4 separate regions of the Mus musculus genome follow, and all the other regions are linked to region 2. Evidence: chromatin contacts called from public promoter capture Hi-C data. All regions are on one chromosome and are shown on one strand. The core of a region is the stretch at or near the end of the contact, and the rest is flanking DNA. Distances in the headings are between cores, read along the strand shown. Region 1 holds the start of Thy1 (thymus cell antigen 1, theta). Region 2 holds the start of Dpagt1 (dolichyl-phosphate (UDP-N-acetylglucosamine) acetylglucosaminephosphotransferase 1 (GlcNAc-1-P transferase)). Region 3 holds the start of Arcn1 (archain 1). Region 4 holds the start of Usp2 (ubiquitin specific peptidase 2).

The links. Promoter capture Hi-C pulls out the DNA fragments that hold promoters and counts their contacts. Capture Hi-C pulls out chosen DNA fragments and counts their contacts.
Region 1: a contact with region 2 is called in a promoter capture Hi-C map of pancreatic islet. The contact joins the promoter of Thy1 here to the promoter of Dpagt1 in region 2. A contact is called at or near these places in 3 of 39 promoter capture datasets (embryonic stem cells, hippocampal neurons and neural stem cells), 4 of 115 datasets of contacts at active chromatin or transcription factors (the SCID.adh cell line, embryonic midbrain, embryonic stem cells and 1 more) and 3 of 9 other capture datasets (adipose tissue, liver and pancreatic islet).
Region 3: a contact with region 2 is called in a promoter capture Hi-C map of adipose tissue. The contact joins the promoter of Arcn1 here to the promoter of Dpagt1 in region 2. A contact is called at or near these places in 9 of 39 promoter capture datasets (the C10 cell line, the HPC-7 cell line, cranial neural crest and 5 more), 2 of 484 Hi-C or Micro-C datasets (embryonic stem cells and pre-B cells), 2 of 115 datasets of contacts at active chromatin or transcription factors (embryonic stem cells and memory CD8 T cells) and 4 of 9 other capture datasets (adipose tissue, liver, macrophages and 1 more).
Region 4: a promoter capture Hi-C map of the HPC-7 cell line shows a contact between it and region 2. The contact joins the promoter of Usp2 here to the promoter of Dpagt1 in region 2. A contact is called at or near these places in 17 of 39 promoter capture datasets (the 3T3-L1 cell line, 3T3-L1-derived adipocytes, the C10 cell line and 11 more), 1 of 15 datasets of contacts at CTCF or cohesin (embryonic stem cells), 6 of 484 Hi-C or Micro-C datasets (cardiomyocytes, cerebral cortex, embryonic stem cells and 2 more), 18 of 115 datasets of contacts at active chromatin or transcription factors (the 230-238 cell line, the NIH/3T3 cell line, bone marrow-derived macrophages and 12 more) and 5 of 9 other capture datasets (adipose tissue, embryonic stem cells, liver and 2 more).

What each region holds. Positions count from the first base shown.
Region 1 is chr9:44,041,868-44,045,166 of GRCm38.p6, forward strand. Thy1 (thymus cell antigen 1, theta) reads left to right here and starts at 1,517. Exons shown (of 4, transcript NM_009382.3): 1 at 1,517-1,609. It overlaps Gm39323 (a long non-coding RNA gene), which reads right to left and starts at 317. Exons shown (of 3, transcript XR_870686.2): 1 at 1-317.
Region 2 is chr9:44,324,774-44,328,215 of GRCm38.p6, forward strand. Dpagt1 (dolichyl-phosphate (UDP-N-acetylglucosamine) acetylglucosaminephosphotransferase 1 (GlcNAc-1-P transferase)) reads left to right here and starts at 2,042. Exons shown (of 9, transcript NM_007875.3): 1 at 2,042-2,432; 2 at 2,779-2,899; 3 at 3,180-3,393. The coding sequence starts at 2,266.
Region 3 is chr9:44,765,860-44,769,135 of GRCm38.p6, forward strand. Arcn1 (archain 1) reads right to left here and starts at 1,949. Exons shown (of 10, transcript NM_145985.4): 1 at 1,811-1,949. The coding sequence starts at 1,813.
Region 4 is chr9:44,064,898-44,068,400 of GRCm38.p6, forward strand. Usp2 (ubiquitin specific peptidase 2) reads left to right here and starts at 2,124. Exons shown (of 13, transcript NM_198092.2): 1 at 2,124-2,323. It overlaps Gm39325 (a long non-coding RNA gene), which reads right to left. Exons shown (of 3, transcript XR_870690.2): 3 at 1,428-2,334.

The DNA of each region.
Region 1 (3,299 bases), core at 267-2,766, 280 kb before region 2:
AAGATGGCTCAGTGGGTAAAGGTGCCTACCAGCAAGCCTGACAGCCTGAGTTCAGTCCCCACGAACTACGTGGTAGGAGAGGACCAACCAACTCTGGAAATCTGTTCTGCAAACACATGCTCACACACACACACACAAATAGTATAAACAATTTTAAATTTCATTTAAAAATAATTTGTAAACAAAATCATTAGCACAGGTTTTAGAAAGAGCCTCTTGGTGACATCAAGTTGATGCTGTAGATGGGGTATCATTCCTGAGGACCCAAAACCGGGTCTCAGCCTTTCCCCATTCTGAGAGTTCTCTCTTTTCTCAGCCACTAGCTGAAGAGTAGAGTGGCTCAGCACTGGGCTCTTGAGTTCCCAAGTCCTACAACTGGTCAGCCTGACTACTAACCAGCCATGAAGAAACAAGGAGTGGATGGGCTGAGTCTGCTGGGATGGGAGTGGAGTTAGTAAGTGGCCATGGATGTAATGACCCCAGCAATGCTGGCTAGAAGGCATGCCTCCTTTCCTTGTCTGGAGACGGAACGGGATCATCTTGTACTCACAGAAGGGAGAACATTCTAGCTGGTTGGGCCAAAATGTGCAAGTTCACCTGGAGGTGGTGGTGCATGCTTTTAACTCCAGTACTCAGGAGGCAGGGCCAGGTGGATCTCTGTGAGTTCAAGACCAGCCTGCACTATGGAGAGAGTTTTGGGACAGCCAGAGTTACACAGAAAAATCCTGGTGGAAAATCTGAAAGAAAGAGAGAAAGAAAGAAAGAAAGAAAGAAAGAAAGAAAGAAAGAAAGAAAGAAAGAAAGAAAGAAAGAAAGGAAGAAAGAAAGAAAGAGTGGCAGGCAGGCAGGCAGGAGGAAGGAAGGAAGGAAGGAAGGAAGGAAGGAAGGAAGGAAGGAAGGAAGGAAGGAAGGAAGGAAAATAGGTGCGACTTCAAGATCCGGAGTTACAAGCAGAATGCACTGTTTCCCTAACAGGGCCAAGTGTTTTGAGTAACTGAAGGTGGGCATGATGCCTGGGAAGCAGAAACAAGCCAGGCAGATGCACCCCTTGCCTTGCTTCCGAAGGGCTGCAGTAGCATGGAAAACATGGAAAACAACCAATCCATTCCCTTTGCTGATATAACAGGCTCCAAAGCCAAAACCTGTCACTGGAGGCTCAAGAGCAGATCTCCAGCCAAGAGGCAAAGGAATGGGGGAAGCTGGAGGGCCTCCCTCTGGTTATCCAGGCTTCTGAAGGTTCAAGCAAAGAAAGGGTTACAACCTTAAAAGGAGAGCGTCCCGGGGTATGGGTAGAAGACTGCTCCACCCCGACCCCCAGGGTCCCTAACCGTCTTTTCCCTGGGCGAGTCAGCCCAATCACAGGACTGAGAGTGCCTCTTTAGTAGCAGCAAGCCACTTCGGACACCCAAATGGAACACCTCCAGTCAGCCCTCGCCGACCACCCCACCCCCTCCATCCTTTTCCCTCAGCCTCCGATTGGCTGAATCTAGAGTCCCTCCCTGCTCCCCCCTCTCTCCCCACCCCTGGTGAAAACTGCGGGCTTCAGCGCTGGGTGCAGCAACTGGAGGCGTTGGCGCACCAGGAGGAGGCTGCAGCTAGGGGAGTCCAGGTGAGAGCAGGCCGACGGGAGGGACCCGCACATGCAAGGACCGCCGCAGGGCGAGGATGCAAGCCTTCCCCAGCTACAGTTTTGGGAAAGGATACCAGGGCGCTCCTATATGGGGGCGCGGGAACTGGGGAAAGAAGGTGCTCCCAGGTCGAGGTGGGAGAGGAAGGCAGTGCGGGGTCACGGGCTTTCTCCCTGCTAACGGACGCTTTCGAAGAGTGGGTGCCGGAGGAGAACCATGAGGAAGGACATCAAGGACAGCCTTTGGTCCCCAAGCTCAAATCGCTTTAGTGGTGCGAATAGAGGGAGGAGGTGGGTGGCAAACTGGAGGGAGTCCCCAGCGGGTGACCTCGTGGCTGGCTGGGTGCGGGGCACCGCAGGTAAGAAAACCGCAATGTTGCGGGAGGGGACTGGGTGGCAGGCGCGGGGGAGGGGAAAGCTAGAAAGGATGCGAGGGAGCGGAGGGGGGAGGGAGCGGGAGAATCTCAACTGGTAGAGGAAGATTAAAATGAGGAAATAGCATCAGGGTGGGGTTAGCCAAGCCGGGCCTCAGGGAAAGGGCGCAAAGTTTGTCTGGGTGTGGGCTTAGGTGGGCTGGGTATGAGATTCGGGGCGCCGAAAACACTGCTGCGCCTCTGCCAAATCACGCTACCCCTGTATCTAGTTCTGCCAGGCTTCTCCAGCCCCAGCCCCAATTCTTTTCTCTAGTGTTCCCCCTTCCCTCCCCTGAATCTCAAGCCCACACTCCCTCCTCCATAACCCACTGTTATCAAATCCAAGTCATTTGCCACCCAACAACCATCAGGAGGCGGAAGCAGACGGGAGGAGTTTGAGATCAACTTGGGCTACATCACGAGTTCCAGGCTCACCAAGGCTTCTTAAGGAGACCTTGTCTCTAAAATTAATTAATTAATTAATTAATAGTCCCCTTTCTCTGCCACAGAACCTTGGGATCTGGCTCCTGGTCGCAGCTCCCCCCACCCCAGGCTGACATTCACTGCCATAGCCCATCCGGAAATCCTAGTCTATTTCCCCATGGATCTTGAACTGCAGAGAGAATGGCAGAGTGGCCCGCCCTGTGCAAAGGATGTTCCTAGCCTAGGTGGAGCTCGCGAACTCGCAGACTGTGCCTCTCTTGGGCAAGGACAGGCTAGACAGCCTGCCGGTGTGTTGAGCTAGGGCACTGTGGGGAAGGCAGAGAACCTGTGCAGGGCAGCAATGAACACAGGACCAGAAAACTGCAGCCCTAGGAACACTCAAGAGCTGGCCATTTGCAAGCATCTCTGGCCTCCGTGCTTCTCACTCATGTCCCATGTCTTATACAGGCCTCTGTGGCACCTCGCTTGCCTGATCTCATCCCTAGCCGTTAAGCTTTCTGCATGACTTATCACTTGGGGCATAATGCTGGATACCTACCATTTTCTTAGACCCCATCAAAATCCTATTTGAGTGTACGGTTCGGAGAACCTCATTTATCCGGTAAATGTCTTTTACTCTGCTCTCAGGGAGCTGAGGCAGGACATCCTGAGATACATTGGGAGAGGAGATACAGTTTCAATAAAATAATAGGTTGGGTGGAGGTACATGCCTATAATGCCACCACTCAGGAAATGGTGGCAGCTTCGTGAGTTTGAGGCCAACCCAAGAAACATAGTGAAACCCTGTCAGTAAATAAGTAAGCAAGTATTTGAGT
Region 2 (3,442 bases), core at 792-3,291:
GAGATAGTGGTCTCTGAGAAGAAAGAAACAAAGAGATTTTAGGGCTTTAAGCCAGCTTGGAAAAGAAGCTTGATTAGAATTGGCCTCCAAATAAAAATAATAGTAATAAAAAAATAAATAAAGATACAGACTGTCCCTCACACCTCCAGGGAGTCTCAGCTACTCCTGATCAACAGGATAGCTGAATGCTCCCTCCTCTGGGGATTTCATTAGCTCCTCCCCCCCACCTGCTCTGTGTAGCTCAGCCTCCCAGTTTGGAAGACCCTTCCCCTCCAACTATGGAAATGTTGTGAGCTAATATCCCTCCCTCCCTTCCTCCCTCTCACATCCGCGTGCACTCCAATCCCTCTCTCTCTTTTTTTTTTTTTTACTCACTCATCATGCATGATGATGCCTGGTACACAGGTCTCTTTGTGTCCTATGCCTCAGGGGACACCAGAGGAGAGGAAAACATTTGCCTCCCTGATGTTGGCTTGCATGTGTTACACATACAAGAAAAACAAAACTTACTATACTATCCAGTAAAGTGTATTTGGGACATAGATGGGGCTTTTAATGTTAATAAGAGCCATCTCCAAGTTGAATGGACATTGAATACCTGACTTTCAGAAAAAGGAACCTAAGAAGTTCTTCTTCTTCTTCTTCTTTTTTTTTTTTTTTTTTTTTTTTTTTTTGGTTTTTCGAGACAGGGTTTCTCTGTGTAGCCCTGGCTGTCCTGGAACTCACTCTGTAGACCAGGCTGGCCTTGAACTCAGAAATCCACCTGCCTCTGCCTCCCAAGTGCTGGGATTAAAGGCGTGGGCCACCACCACCCGGCTTTTTTTTTTTTTTTTTTAGATTTATTATATGTAAGTACACTGTAGCTGTCTTCAGACACACCAGAGGAGGGCGTCAGATCTCATTACGGATGGTTGTGAGCCACCATGTGGTTGCTGGGATTTGAACTCAGGACCTTCGGAAGAGCAGACTTAACCACTGAGCCTACTCTCCAGCCCTTAAGAAATTCTTTGACCTAAGTAGTGTCAACTTCACCCTGATTCTAGGAGTATGCTGTAATTCAAAAGGGGATGGACAAAACGCCATGTTATTGTCAACTCCCTAACTCTCTGTGGTGGATTCCTCTCTGAGGAAAACATTTGCCACCTAAGGGATCAATATTCCAGTGAACTGCTGTACTACTAGCGTGTACAGGTGTCAAAAGGCAAGTAAGTGACTGGGAGGAAGAAACTTGACTGGGAGGAAACCCACAAGCTCACTGGAGGTATGGACAAGCTCTCCTGCCTCGTTAGTTATTTGCAATGCGTCGGTTTCTGTCTATTTGGAAAGCGTTGGCACAGTGCTGTGATCCAACATCAAGTTTTAATCCCTGCTTTAATCGAAGACCTGAAAGCTCAAACAGTTTCCTCCTGGCGAAATGCAGCGGTAGGTTGCCCAGCAACAAACTGCTATAGTGGAGGCAGAAGGTGGGTGGGTTGTGGGAAAAGTACCTGGATCATGAACAAGAAAAAGGGCGGGAGGGGCTTTTCGAGTGTCTGAGCTTCCCAGGTTTTAAAAACCCTCCAGATTGTTCCTGAGTTTCTGGAACCAGTGTTTACGTCGGCAACAGTTTTCCTGCAAAGAGCGGGTGTGCTTCCACACTCTCATTCTTCCTGACCACGGCCAGCTCTCAGTAGCCATATTTCCAGCCCCAGGGCATCCCAGACTAAGCTCAGGCTGCTAGCCCTTTAAACCCGACCTGCGAGGGAGACGACGTGGAACCACAGAACTAGCGGTGTCAGCCACGTGGTACGAGGAAGCGTTCATGTTGGAACTGGGCAAAGCCTATTTCCACTCTGAGCTGCACAATATGATTGTTTCGAGAGTATCCACGTTCTTGTATTTTCTTCAGTTGAGTTTTCAAAAACGCTAATGGTACCACTCCTTTAGAACTAAAGCTTTGTTTAAAATAACACTACCGGTCCGGCTACAGTGCCCGTTTTAAAAATGGTGCTTCGGTCTTCAGCAGCGATAGTTCTTTCGCAATTAAGATCCGGGTGGAAACAATGGGTAGGTGCAGCGGGGCAGAGCCGAGGTTGCTTCCTAAGAGCTTCTTGCTGGTCAGGAGGGAGGGTCAGGTCCTAGCGTCCTAGCTGGGTTTTGTTCCCGCTGGCGCCGGAATCCTCTGCGGGTTGGGAGCCGCACTGCCGGCTGCCGAGGCCACGGGATTGTTCCTGGCTTACCAGTTAGCTGAGTAGGCGGCGGGGCGGCGGCCACCGGAGGGTCACCATGTGGGCCTTCCCGGAGTTGCCCCTGCCGCTGCCGCTGCTGGTGAATTTGATCGGCTCGCTGTTGGGATTCGTGGCTACAGTCACCCTCATCCCTGCCTTCCGTAGCCACTTTATCGCCGCGCGCCTCTGTGGCCAGGACCTCAACAAGCTCAGCCAGCAGCAGATGTGAGTAACCGCACGCGAGTGTCCTGGGTTGGGGGGGGGGGGGGCAGGATTGTGCAGAACAGGGGCAAGGACTGAGATGCTTGGCTTTGCACTAGCCGGAAAGCTAACCTAGGCACCCAGAACTCTGGGAGGTCATTAAAGTTGTCTATCCTTGGGAAGGACGGAATGGAACTGTTGGGTGTCAGGAGTTGTAGAGGGGTAGGTATCCTTTGCCCTGTGCACGCTCTCCCTACTCCCCAACAAACAAAATCCTGAGAAGGCCACTTTGGTTTACTGGGACCCCTACTATTGTGAGTGACCACGCCCCTTTCTTCTTCCTCCTCCACCCTTTCCCGCTGGGCCGCAGCCCAGAGTCCCAGGGAGTGATCAGCGGTGCTGTTTTCCTTATCATCCTCTTCTGCTTCATCCCTTTCCCCTTCCTGAACTGCTTCGTGGAGGAGCAGTGTAAGGCATTCCCCCACCATGAAGTAAGTGCACCAGTGGGGAAGTTATTAGCGGGCTGGCTGGGGCCGGGCACTTGAGTTGGGGTTATTTGGATTTGGGAAAAGGATGCTTGTGGCCACAACCATAGAGACAGGAATTCTTGGACTGGTGATATAGCTCGGTGGTAGAGCGCTTTCTCAGTATGTGAGTATGTGCAAGGACCCGGCGTTCAATCACCAACTCCGAAAAAAAAAATGGAAAAGACAGGAATTCTTGACAGAGTAGAAGTAGGTGTGAGTCATTACGTGCCCACTTCTCCCCCAGTTTGTGGCCCTAATAGGTGCCCTCCTTGCCATCTGCTGCATGATCTTCCTGGGGTTTGCTGATGATGTCCTCAATCTCCGCTGGCGCCACAAGCTGCTGCTGCCCACAGCTGCCTCACTACCTCTCCTCATGGTCTACTTCACAAACTTTGGCAATACAACCATCGTGGTGCCCAAGCCCTTCCGCTGGATTCTGGGCCTGCATTTGGACTTGGGTGAGTAACCTTGCCACTACTGCCCCTGTGGCACCTACTTTCTGGTACC
Region 3 (3,276 bases), core at 699-3,198, 440 kb after region 2:
AAAATATTTGTATGCACACATACAAAAGTTTACACATATATGCACACATGTATATGTATACACACATTACCATGGAATACCTAGAGCTTTACTGTTTCACAACAATCTTTCATTTTGTTTTGAGACAGGGTTTCCCTGTGTACCCCTGGCTGTCTTGGAATTCAATCTGTAGACCAAGGTGGCCTTAAACTCAAATATCTGCCTGCCTCTGCCTCCCTAGTGCTGGAATTAAAGACATGTACCACCAAGTCTGACATATTCCTCCATTATCAACGAATTTAAAATATTAAAAGTTCCAAGAACATTTTAACAAACTAGATTTTGGTAAAGGTTATCTGGACTTTTGTTTCCATAAGGTTCTAATGTTAGTTTTAAAATTACACACTCTAACATAAACTATGAACACTCCCTAAAACGTAAAAGAGTAGGTGCACACCTTTAATTCTAGTGATGGGAAGCCTGGTCAATAGAATGAGTTTCAGAACAGCCAGGTCAGCATAGTGAGAAACCTTTTCTCTAAAACTAAAAAAAATGGAGGCTAGAGGTATGGCTCAGCAGTTAAGAGTACTTCTTGTTCTTGCATAGGACGTAGGTTAGAATCCCTGTACCACAGGGAGGCTGATAAGTGTCCATAACTATAGTTCTAGGGAATCCAATACCATCTTCAGGTATTGCACAGACACACAACTTCATATACATAAAATAAAAACATCTTAAAATATAAAAGAAAAAACATACACAATAACAACAACAACATCAACTCATGGAATTGGGGCTCAGGGTCGGTATATGAGGTTTTGGAAATTTTATGTCTAATACCAAATTTTGGGAGGCAAGCCTACTTGATGTAAATTTTATACACCTGAGGCTGGAAAAGAAACTTTCTGTGGTTTAAAGACCAAACATGAATTTCTCCTCTAACCAAATTCTTATCAAAAGAGTTGTTAGTAGAACTTAATAGGACAAGTACCAAGAGAGTCAGTCATGTTACTTAGGTATGCTTTCAAAGCACCTTTAAAAATTCTTCAAAAGTTACTAGATCTAAGGATCTCCTCTTATTCCCGAATATTCAGATTTCAGTCGATTAAGGAGGATCTGGTGGAGTTAATTCTGCTTTCTCCTACCCTCACCTACAAATAACCTCTCCTATCTTGGTAACAGATGAGTTCATAGAGAAATAAGCTCCGCTGGCATCAGAGTCCCCAAGCACAGCCCACCTCTCCTATTCCACATAACAGCTGTGATTACAGTAAGCCACACTCCTGTCACTCCACCAAAACGGTCGGTCCCTTAAAGACAGAAACCCTGTGCTGTCACTCCGTTTCTCTACGTTCTATATACACTCTGCACCAGCCTCGCTGCCAAAGACACGTACGCGCTACCCTAGCACAGGGTAGCTACGGGGACACCGGGGTCCCTCAAACGGGCGCCCGAAGTTACCATTTCCGCACTGCCTCTACTTCCCCCTTTCAATTAAGAGGTGGAGGAGGGAGAAGAAAAGCTTTGAGGCGTGGTGACAAGAGGACGAAAAGCGGCGGACAGGCCCAGCCTCCAGCCCTGCGGTTCCGGAGCTCGCAGGGAACCGGCGGGACCTGAGGACGGAAGACCCGCGCGACAACCACCAGCCCGAGTGGCGGGCGGGCGGACGTGGCGGCGCTGCCGGCGGAGGCTAGGTGGGCGCGGCAGCTTTCGCTCTAGGACTCCGGGAGGCCGTGCCAAGCCTGGGCCGACAGCAGGGCTCCGGGCGCGGCTCCTGCGGTCCCGGCCCAGCCGGCGAGGACGTGGCGAGGGAACCCGGCTCGGCGCTTACCATGGTGAGGCCGCAGGTGGGGCGCGCTGCGCCGCGCTCTGGCTCTGCGGGGACTCGGGCTGCTGCCCAGAGACGCGGAGCTCTGGCCGCTCCGGACCTGCCGCCCCTGACAGGAGCCTCCGCCGCTTCGCCTCTTGCCAAGATGGCGGCCCCAAGCCACGTCTCCAACCGGAAACGGCGCGGGTCAAAGGGCGGGGGGCGGGGCCAGTAAGCTCCGAAGCCAGGAAACTCAGACCCCTGTTAGCCCAGGATTTGCAGGTTTGGCTAGAATTGTGGAGCGTCATTCCTCTGTCCTTTCTTTCTCTTCGCCTGCGTTTATTTGGTGCTGCTTCTTTTTTTTTTTTTTTTTTTTTTTTTTTTAAAGATTTATTTATTATTATATGTAAGTACACTGTAGCTGTCTTCAGACACTCCAGAAGAGGGAGTCAGATCTCGTTACGGATGGTTGTGAGCCACCATGTGGTTGCTGGGATTTGAACTCCGGACCTTCGGAAGAGCAGTCGGGTGCTCTTACCCACTGAGCCATCTCACCAGCCCTTGGTGCTGCTTCTTAAAGTTCGTAAAAACACTCAATGGAATATATAAAATAATCTGTGACCATGAGGAACTAGTATCCTGAATACATAACGTCTAGAACTCCCGTAATAAAGCCGGCATGGTGTCCCCTCACCTGTAATCAATTCCAGGTAAATTAGGAAACTGAGGAGGAAGACCAAAAATTGTCCAGCCGGGCACACGCCTTTAATCCCAGTACTCGGGAGCCAGGGGCAGGACGATCTCTGTAAATTTGAAGCCAGCCTGGTCTACAAAACAAGTCTGGGATAGCCAGAGAGAGCTACACAGAGAAACCCTGTCTTGAGAAGCAAAGCACTAATAAAATACTGACACATACAACATAGATTAGCCTTGAAAACAGGTGTAAAGAAACAGATGCAAAGGCCACTATTTGTTTGCAATGACTAAACCAGGGATATCTGTGAAATTAGAAAGCTTATAAGTGATTTATCGGAGTTCCAGAAGACTAGGACATAGCGGCTAGTGCATTATGTTTGGAATGTAAGTGCCATGGAATTACCCAGAGGCAGATATCCTGAAAGCCACTGAACTGTACGGTTTATCTTCAATATGTAATTATTTTATTTTTAAATCCTATGTGTGTTCAGACATGTGCCTGCGAATGCAGGCGCTGCCTGATATGGGTGCTGGGAATCGAACTGGGGCTTTTTGAAACAGCAACGGATACTCTTGACTGCTGAACCCCCTCTCCAGTCCTGAACTGTATACTTCAAAGGGCTGGGGTTTTTTGTTTGTTTGTTTGTTTGTTTGTTTTAGGGTCCTGAGAGATAGCTCAGCAGTTAAAATCCTATATTGCTCTTGCAGATTTGGTTTTCTCCTGCCTCAAAAAAGAAAGAAAAGAAAATGTATGTTCACAAGTGTCCTTGGTCAGGCGCGCCTTAGAGGCTGTA
Region 4 (3,503 bases), core at 874-3,373, 260 kb before region 2:
CACTGACTGCTCTTCCAAAGGTTCTGAGTTCTTATCTCAGCAACCACATGGTGGCTCACAACCATCTGCAATGAGATCTGACACCCTCTTCTGGAGTGTCTGAAGTCAGCTACAGTGTACTTACATATAATAAATAAATAAATCTTTTTTAAAAAGGTTTTAAGTATTGCCTTCTGGTTGTGTCTACATTCTTTGGGAAATATGAGAAGAAACTTGAAATTGAGGACACATGATGATATTGGAGGAAAAATTCAGGGGAGGAGCTAAGGGCTTAGGAGAATTAATGATGCAGGCAAAACTGAAGTCTTGGGACTTATCTTGGCACTAGCCTACTTGGTTGGGCAGCTTTCCTCATCAGTCAGGAAGAAGGGTGGGGTATAAGAGCCAAGTGGGAACAGGCTGGAAAGATGGCTCAGTGGTTAAGGGCACTGGCTACTTTTCCAGAGGTCCTGAGTTCAGTTCCCAGCAACCACATCTGTAATGGGATCTGATGCCCTCTTCTGGCACGTAGGTGTATATGCAGATAGAGTACTCATATACATAAATCTTTTTTTTTAATTTTTAAATAAAAATTTAAAAAAATAATCAAGAGGGGGAAAATATATCAAGATTTGCCCTGGCCCTTTTTTTTTTAAGAGGAAACTTAACAGGGTTAGCATTTCACTTTTGTTGTATTTTGTTTTTATGATTTTTGTTTATGTGTTTGTGTGCACATGCACATTTGGAGCTCAGACCATGTGAGTTGGTGCAGAGGCAGGTGGATCTCTGTGAATTCAAGGATAGCCTGGACTATGGAGTGAGTTCCAGGACTACATAGAAAAACCTTGCCTTGAGGAAAAAAAAAAAAAAAGAGGGGCTAAAGAGATGGATGGCTCAATGGTTAAGAGCACTGACTGCTCTCCCAGAAGACCTGGGTTCAATTCCCAGCAACCGCATGGCAGCTCACAACTGTCTGTAACTCCAATGTCTGATACCTTCACACAGACATACACACAGGCCAAACACTAATGCACATAAAATAAAAATAAATTATTTTTTAAAAAAGAATAACTCTGATTTTTCTTAGGGGGTGTTATCTAATTTAACAATAAATAACTCTTAGAAGTCAAGTTTGCAGGCTGGATAGATGGCTCAGCAGTTAAGAGCACTGTCAGCTCTTCCTAAAGGACCAGGGTTCAATTCCCAAAATCTAAATGGCAGCTTACAACTGTCTGTAACTCCACCTCCAGGGGATCAATCATACATGCAAGCAAAGCACCATTGCACACAATAACTAATTGATTAAAAATAAAGTCATTTGCTTAAAATTAAAATACAAGTTGCATCTTTTTTTCTTATTCTAAACCTGATAGCTTAGATGAAATGCTATCCTTTCTTGGGCTAAGTCCTCCCAGTAGTCACCTAAGCGAACTGCATTAGTAGACATGTACAAGACACTTGACATTTATTTACCACTTGAACATGGTCTCCCTAGGCTTCAGCTACATTGTGCAATAGATGACTATAGTGGTTCTTTTACAGGACCATTAAAAAGATTAAATGAGAAAGCTAATATATGCAAAGTACTTATCACCATGTCTAGTAATGTACTTAATAAGTAGCCCATAGAATGCGTCACTTGAATAGTCATGTACGTTGATAGTGTGTTGAATGGACATAATCTTTTTTTACCTGATTGATTGACCTATGGGGCTCTATAAATATTGCTATGAGATATACATGGTTGTTTAAATAAATGCATTTTTAAATATAAATAAATAAAATAAAAAAGTAGGCAGAAAAAGAGTCTATGGAATAGAACATTCCCAGCCCGGTAGGAAAGCCTTCTCTAAGATCTGAAAGCTGGAATGTTGCCTTTTCCCGTGAAGTGACCCTCTGTCTCAGTCTTCCCAGCGCCAGGACCTATCAGATTCCAGTCCACTTCTTTCCTTGCGCCACCGGCTCCAAACAGGCGTGCTTTTTCTCCACGTGGTTCTCTGTATATACCCGGTTACCTGGGAGATGCGCGCCGGGCGGGGCTCTACTGACGCAACAATAGGAACAAGCCAATAGCCATGACGTATATCAGTGACGCAAACGCGGGGTGTGGTTTGGCCGGCCCGGGCGCAATGAGGCTGCTGCCCGCTGGGTGGCGCCGATTTCCCGGGGAGGTCCTTTCTGGGCCCCCGGCGGAGGTGGGGGAGAGGCGGGCAGGCACCGAGCGAGGCCAGGGAGCCCTCTGCGTCAGCCACTGCTCGCTGCGCCGCGCCAGTACCAGCCAGGACTCATCCGCAGCTCCATGCTTGTGCCCGGTTCGACTCGTCCATCCTCCGAGAAGAGGCAGGTACGTGCCACCTGTCGCAGGTCGGGGAAGGAAAAAGCCAGGGTCAGTACCAGCTTTGAGACTCGGAAAGTAGGGTGTCAAAGGCAGCCTGGGCAGTCTGGACGTGAGAAATGTAGGGCGAGGGCCAGATGTGTGGAGGGGGAGACTCCAGCTGTGGGTGCCAGTGTATGAGAGGGGCTGCCAGCTGCCAGCTCGGGGTGCCAGGAAGAGCCATCTGTGTGCTGATCAATGTGTTCTGAGGAAACACTGTAACCGCGGGTACAGGTCTCCCCGCCCTGTGTGTTGTGTAGCCCGAGAATGACCCCTGGACCCTGACACCCCCCTCTCCCCACGTGTGTGTGCAGCTAACAACCTCCCTGTTGTTAAACATCCCGGGGCTATCTCTTGGTCAGTTTTCCAAAGCGGGGGAAGGGGCTTAGGGGAAGCTAGCAGTTAAGCGGAAGGGAAAAATTTTCCACCAATCCCAAATCAGAAAGAGGCAACTTTGAAATTCTCACCAATCCCAAAGCAAAAGCAGCCATGCAATGTTCTCTGACATGCAACTTGCCTAGGGGAGTCCTGGTCAACCGTTTCTAGCTCTCCAGAGAAAAGAGAACTCCTAGCTCTTAACCCCAGAGCTTTTGAGAATGAAGTTGAGTTGAAGATTCTAGTAGGGGTTGCTTATCTCCCCCAAACACGGGCATATAAGCTTGCACACACACACACACACACACACACACACACACACACACACACACATCAAACCACAAAACAAGAGGCATGGAGAACTGATGGATGGCCTGGGGTGGGGGATGTCCCCTACTCTTTGATGCTGTAGGCGCATGCCGCTCTGGAATGAGGATTGGAATGAGGGCGTCCTCCAAAGTGCATCACCAGGACCCAGTCTGAGTCAGTACCTTGTGCTGAGACAGGGTGGAGGCACCAGCCCTCGGGCCTTCCAGTCTCCAGGGAGAGCCATCAAGAAGCAGAAGATTCCTCTTGGGAGCAGACAGGTGCACCGAGGCCAGAACGATGGTCCTCTCATGACCCTGTCCAGCCTGCCTTTGACACCCTGGAACCCTGAGCCCTCCAACAGGTAGACTGGAACTGCTCCTCTGGAGCCAAACATTCCCTGGCAGCCCAAGGAAGCCACACTTGATTTTTTTTTTTTTTTTCTGAGCAAAGGGGAAAGGAGCCCAAG